Linked DNA regions of Sus scrofa: region 1 is linked to region 2. A link is a contact called in public HiChIP or PLAC-seq data. All regions are on one chromosome and are shown on one strand. The core of a region is the stretch at or near the end of the contact, and the rest is flanking DNA. Distances in the headings are between cores, read along the strand shown. Region 1 has its middle 16 kb from the start of LBR. Region 2 overlaps CNIH3 (protein cornichon homolog 3).

Evidence for each region. HiChIP or PLAC-seq counts read pairs in DNA pulled down with a chosen protein or histone mark.
Region 1: an H3K27ac HiChIP or PLAC-seq map of alveolar macrophages shows a contact between it and region 2. The contact joins two enhancer-like sites. A contact is called at or near these places in 5 of 5 promoter capture datasets (fetal liver, fetal skeletal muscle, liver and 1 more) and 2 of 2 datasets of contacts at active chromatin or transcription factors (alveolar macrophages and skeletal muscle).

The regions. Positions count from the first base shown.
Region 1 is chr10:13,431,444-13,434,585 of Sscrofa11.1, reverse strand. No RefSeq gene overlaps it. Among named protein-coding and RNA genes, the nearest start is that of LBR, 16 kb to the right of the region's middle. Within about 2 kb of position 1,820, at least 48 of the 83 cell types and tissues checked have an H3K27ac peak or open chromatin away from gene starts, as enhancers often do. A contact at or near this core is called in alveolar macrophages, where this site is marked.
Region 2 is chr10:12,884,361-12,887,425 of Sscrofa11.1, reverse strand. All of the region lies in intron 4 of CNIH3 (protein cornichon homolog 3), which reads right to left. Among named protein-coding and RNA genes, the nearest start is that of WDR26, 130 kb to the right of the region's middle. Within about 2 kb of position 1,270, at least 23 of the 83 cell types and tissues checked have an H3K27ac peak or open chromatin away from gene starts, as enhancers often do. A contact at or near this core is called in alveolar macrophages, where this site is marked.

The sequences.
Region 1 (3,142 bases), core at 571-3,070, 550 kb before region 2:
TGGTGGGTGATGAGGTCATTGGGTGTCAGCGTCATCAACCTTCTGGTTCCAGCCAGTCTGGGGTCTATGAGCTTGTGGCCAGCATGCACTTGACTTCTTCCACCCGGTGGGGGCTTCAGCACTTGCAAAACAGCTCCAAGGACCTGGCTCAGAATAGTACCTACAGTCTTTGGAAAAGGACGGAAGGTCCTTGACTTTGCTGAATGGCTAAACTATCATTCTGTTTTGCTTGATTGTTTTCCTTTTTCTCTGTATTTTCTCACTTCTCTCATTAAATTGATTCTTTGACTAAAGTTTTTTTAAAAGATAAAAAGGCAGGTAAAGGACCTGACTGGGCGTCCACTTTGGGAAGACCTCGTGGGGCCCTGCTCAATTACAGTACAAGGGAGCAGAGCCCGGAGGGGAGCACACGATACCGGACCTTCGTTTTGGGTCTTCCACAGCAGGTTTGTTTTAGACCCCATAACAGTACGCCCTGGAGTTGCCATCGTGCCTCAACGGTAATGAATCCGACTAATATCCATGATGTGGATTCGATCCCTGGGCTCGAGCAGTGGGTTAAGGATCCGGCATTGCCTTGAGCTGTGGTGTGGGATCCAAGTTGCTGTGGCTGCGGTGTAGGCAGGCAGCTGCAACTCCGATTAGATCCCTAGCCTGGAAACTTCATGTGCTGCGGGTGAGGCCCTAAAAAGTCAAAAAAAAAAAAAAAAAAAAAAAAGCCTGCTTTGGTCACTTTGGGAATCCCATTTCCATGAGACCTCTGCGCATACAAATTAAATTGTTTCTTTCTCCTAGTTATCTGTCTTGTGTCAATTTCATTATAGAGCAATCAAAAGAACCCTTGAGGAGCAGGGGAAAATCTCAGCCTTCCTGACATCTGCGTGGAGCAGTTACCTGAGCGTCCTGTACCTACGTCTGTGTATGGAGTTGATTGCAGTGTGTGATCTCCTGGGGACTCAGGTAGAATACCTGAGCATCTGGGGTGGGAAGCCGGGCAAAGGAGGGAGAAGAATGCACTTAACTCATAACCAGCCCAGAGAACCACACACAACTCTGCAGGTCCACAGGACCCTCCCCAGAAGAGGATCTGCCTTCCATTGGCGGGAGGGGCAGGGCTGGTGCAGGGGTGGCCCCTGTAGCCCTGCCTGCTGTCCCTGGAAACTCCAACTGGCAAAAGGACCTCCAGTCAGGAGGTCAGGAGTGCAGAGTCCCCCTGCCTTAGGATCTGATTAGCAAATAAAAATACAGGATGCTCAGCTCAATTTCAGTTTCAGGGTCACAACAATTTTTTAGTACAGGTCGTTCCCAAACATTGCATGGGACATACCTATACTATAAAAAGACTTTTTTATCTGTTAGAACAGGGGGTCGGGAAAGACTTTTCTAAGGGACCCTCAGGCAGAGACCTGAATAAATCCAGGGGGATGGGTGCGGATATGGAGGCCTGGTGAAGCCAGAGGAATTGCACAAGGGCCAGCAACGCATGTCTCAGATTTGAGTGTGAACTGGTGAAAATGCAGCTAATTAGTGGGTGTGGGCACTTTTAAAATAAGCCCTCTTCAAGTCTGTCCTCCCTCCTTCTCATTGCATTTTATGCACTCAATCTGGGGGGTTCAAATCACGGGGTGGGAAGACCCTCAGGGATCACCTGGTGCAAACCCTCCTGATCCTGGCAGGAAGGTTCCGGGGTCTTTAAAGACCTCGTCCACAGGGATGAAGAGGAGCGCGAGGCACTTCCTGCCCGGGCTTTGGTTCCTGCGTGTTTCTGGAAGGAGCCTTCGAAGAAGGTATCTGGTTTTGGAGAAGCTCTTTCCAAGCCACCCCAACGATCGTTGCTTTTCACTGGGACCACTCACCCGGACGTGGGGCTTGGCCATGTCAGGCCCGGGGCAGGAGGTCGTCTCATCTCCACCTTGTAGCTCTCAGTTTCCTGAACCTTGGGATGTGCTTGTGAGTCTAACTTGGTAGACTTAACTTGCAGGTCCCCTGCTAAAGTTCACGTTTTCTCCTTCTTGTTTGAAACGCATGCTTCAAACGCAAACGCATGTTTTAAAAGAACAATGTCCTTTCCTTGGAGCAGGTGCCCCAGAAAGCTCCTTATCTTTCTCTTCTCCAAGGGGGCCAGTCAATCGCAAGCCTCTGATCCTTCCCTGGGAGGCTGGCTCTCCAGCCCTTAGCGCCTTTCCGCCCGCACCTTCATCCTGGCGCCACTTCCGCGAAGGGGGCGAGGCTTCCTCAGCCCCGCCCCCGCCCCGCCTTCGCCTCCTGCCCCCCGGGGGGCGGGGCGAGTCGCTTCTCCACAGCCCCGCCCCCGCCCCGGCCACACCCATCCTCTGCTGAAGGACGCGCGCATCCTCGAGTAGAGAGGGGCCGGGACCGTGGGGGAGGGAAGAGTGCGGGGAGCGGGTGGGGGGAGGGGAGCTGGGACAGGAAATGAGCTCAAACGCCCAAGCCACAGAAAGGGCGGCTCCCCGGAGGCAAACGCAGCAGGTGAGTGCAAGCTCTTGAAGCGGAGCACGGGTCCCCGCTCCTGTCCTATAGCGTCAGGACGTGGGGAACTTGAACTTAACACTGGCTCAGAAAGGCCTCCCGCGTAGTTGATGCTTATACACCCGGGGCAGCTACAAACACAATCTGTCTTTGCTGCACCAACGGGGCCAGCAGCATCCCCTGAACTTGCCAAGGCTGAGGGGAGCGAGAAGCACCCCCAGGACCCTGGATGGGTTCCGCTCTCAGCGGCTGCAGTGGCTCCAGCCCGTCACCTCCTTCCTGGGTCTCTGTTTCCTCTGGCAGTTGTGGGGAGGCTGAGATGAGGACATGTGCGAGTGTTGTGCAAACTGTGACACGCACAGTCCCTAAGAACAACCCATCCACCTTCCTCCTCCTGCCCTCCCTGGTCACTTGTCGAGTCATTGGGAGGGGGCTGGCCGAGGGTAGAAGACACCTCGGGGGTGTTCGTGGTGTCCATCCAGTTCACCGTGACCCCCTTGTCTCTCGGGGGGCAGCACAAGAGCCCCGGAGAGAAGGTGGCTCAGCCTGCGCTGGCCGTGTGACCTGGCAAGTGACCCAACCTCTCTGTGCCTCAATCAGGCATCCGCAAAATAGGAGTGATAATAATAATACCTACCTCATGGGGTTGTCA
Region 2 (3,065 bases), core at 21-2,520:
TAGAACACCGCAGCCTTACATTGTTCAGAATGAACATCTGACCTGCAGGAGGCCTCTGGCCTCCACACTGATTTGCAAAGGAGTCAGAAAGCAACAGAAACTCAAAAGGTTACATTGCGTTCACAGAGCCTCGCCATTCAGAGTGAAAGTGGAAGACTGCAGTCTTCTACCGTCTTTAACAGATGCCGTCCAGAAGGAAGTCAGAAGTATGTGAGAGGGATCAGTAAAAATGCAGAAACGGGAGTTCCCGTCGTGGCGCAGTGGTTAACGAATCCGACTAGGAACCATGAGGTTGCGGGTTCGGTCCCTGCCCTTGCTCAGTGGGTTAACGATCCGGCGTTGCCGTGAGCTGTGGTGTAGGTTGCAAACGCGGCTGTGGCTCTGGCGTAGGCCGGTGGCTACAGCTCCGATTCGACCCCTAGCCTGGGAACCTCCGTATGCCGCGGGAGCGGCCCAAGAAATAGCAAAAAAAAAAACAGAAGAAAAAAAAAATGCAGAAATACCTAAAACCCAGTTGTTCCTCATGTACAATGGTGGTCTGAGAAATGCAGACCTACAATGTAAGGAAGGAAAACAGGAAATACAGATGAAAGGTCTAATACACTCCAGTTGCTTTTGATGAGGTCCCCCTGGTTTGAAACAAGATTAGTCAAAAAAAAAAAGAGAGAGAGAGAAGAAAACGTAACCTAATCAATCATGTATTTTTATCTGTAAAAATGCGGCCAGTCACTCACCTGGGCTGGCACAAAATGTTTTCCTTTCCTCGCGTTGGCCTCACCACTAGCAAAGGAAAACCTCGGGAGCCTCCCGCTTCTGCTTCATTTCCACCCCCTCTGCCCTCTCCACTCCTGCACGGCCAGAGCTGCTGAGACCTGCCAGGCAGGTTGGCAGAGAACAGAAGCTGGCGTCCGGGGCCACCATCCCCACCAGTGTAACCGAGCAGGACCCCCACTCATGGCCTCCTCCTGCTTTTTATCTATAGAAAAACTTTAAAGAGCCAATTTAATAAGAGAAGTGAGAAAATACAGAGAAAAAGGAAAACAGGAATAATAATTTAGCCATTCAGCAAAGTCAAGGACCTTCCGTCCTTTTCCAAAGACTATAGGTACTATTCTGAGCCAGGTCCCTGGAGCTGTTTTGCAGGTGCTGAAGCCCCCACCGGGTGGAAGAAGTCAAGTGCATGCTGGCCACAAGCTCATAGACCCCAGACTGGCTGGAACCAGAAGGTTGATGACGCTGACACCCAATGACCTCATCACCCACCAATCAGGAAATTGTGCATGAGCTGACCACACCCGGCTCTTCAAACACTAGAAGACTCCGCCCGACCCCCTCCAGTGGAGGGGGTCCCACAGTCCTCTAGGCACTAGCCTGCTGTTCCACTCTTTGCTTGGCAATTAAAGGTACTTTTTCTGTTTCCTCCAGCTCTGTCTCTGCATTTCTGTTTGGCATCGGTGTAGAGAGGCAGCCAAGATTTCGGCAACACCAGGGACAGGAAGCACATTAGCAGCTGTAGCCCCACCAGTTGCAACAACGGGAACTTACTTCTGCTTCTGTGGGTCTGGTTTCTAAAGGAAGTCCAGAGATAACCCTGTGGGCATCTCTGCTGTCTTTCCTGTTCCTTTCATATCCATGTGGTTTGTACAACCAGCATCCATCCTCAGCCACCCTGCCCAGTATAGGACTTGCTTGCTCTGTAATAGGGAAAAACATATCTGACTCTATGTTGGATCTGTTTCTTTTACTTTAACCTTTGTTTTCTATTCTTTTGCATCAAGTTAAGAATGTTGCCTATAACCTGAAATATACAGGATAGCCATTCTCAAGGCTCTGACCTTTAAAGGTATAACACTTTCCCATTCATACAGAGATTAAAAAGTTGCAGAAAAGAGAAAACATTTGTCTTGCTGTAAGTTTACAGGAACAAGGTGACCTGTCCTATGTAGAGAGCTGCAAGAACAAAGGATTCCAACACCAAGAGTTTGCAACAACCAACCACACCCCCTCCCCTTTTAGTATAAAAGAAGCCTGAATTCTAACTCAGGTAAGATGCTTCTTTGGGACACCAGTCCATCATCTTCTCAGTCTGCTAGCTTTCTGAATAAAGTTGCTATTTCTTGTCCCAACAACTCTTCTCTCAATTTATGGCCTGTCATGCAGTGAGCAGTAGGAGCTTGGACCATGACAGCTGTAACAGGATGTTACTTCCCGGGTCCCAGCATTGCTAAGCTCTCATCTAACCCTCTCCTAGGGGTAGATAACCCAGCAGCATCCTATGGGACCTTCCCTGGACAGACCCCTCCCCCAAATCCTCCACCATAGCTCCTCTCTGAAGTACCCAGATAACAGTACCTCATGTATATTTACAAAGGCTTTTCCATGCTAAAATTACCACCAAATGGAAGCAATTAACTACTCAATGATCATGAGCACATCCTCAGACCTACAGGTGTCTAAGGATTGATAATATTAATCACCCAACGTCAACCAATCAGAGAATCCTGCATGAATGATTCCCTGGGATGCCTCTTCCTCGCCTGGCCTTTAAACACACTTTGCCAAAAAAACCCTGTGGGGATTTCAGGGATTTCTGAGCACGAACCACCTATTCTCCTTGCATGGTCCTGCGATAAACTTTCTCTGCTCTAAACTCTGACGTTTTGCTTTGTTTGGCCTCACTGTATGTTGGGCCCATGAACTTGGATTCAGTAACATTGAAACCCTGTACCAGACCCTAAATCTTTGTGTTCAGAAGTAAAAGACCACTCCTTGGAGTTCCTGTCATGACTCAGTGGAAAAGAATCTGACTAGCATCCATGAGGATGCAGGGTTTTTTTTGTTTGTTTGTTTGTTTGTTTGTTTTTGTCTTTTTGCTATTTCTTTGGGCCCCACTCGTGGCATATGGAGGTTCCCAGGCTAGGGGTCGAATCGGAGCTGTAGCCACTGGCCTACGCCAGAGCCACAGCAACGCGGGATCCGAGCCGCGTCTGCAACCTACACCACAGCTCACGGCAACGCCGGATCGTTAACCCACTGAGCAAGGGCAGGGCTCGAACCTGCAACCT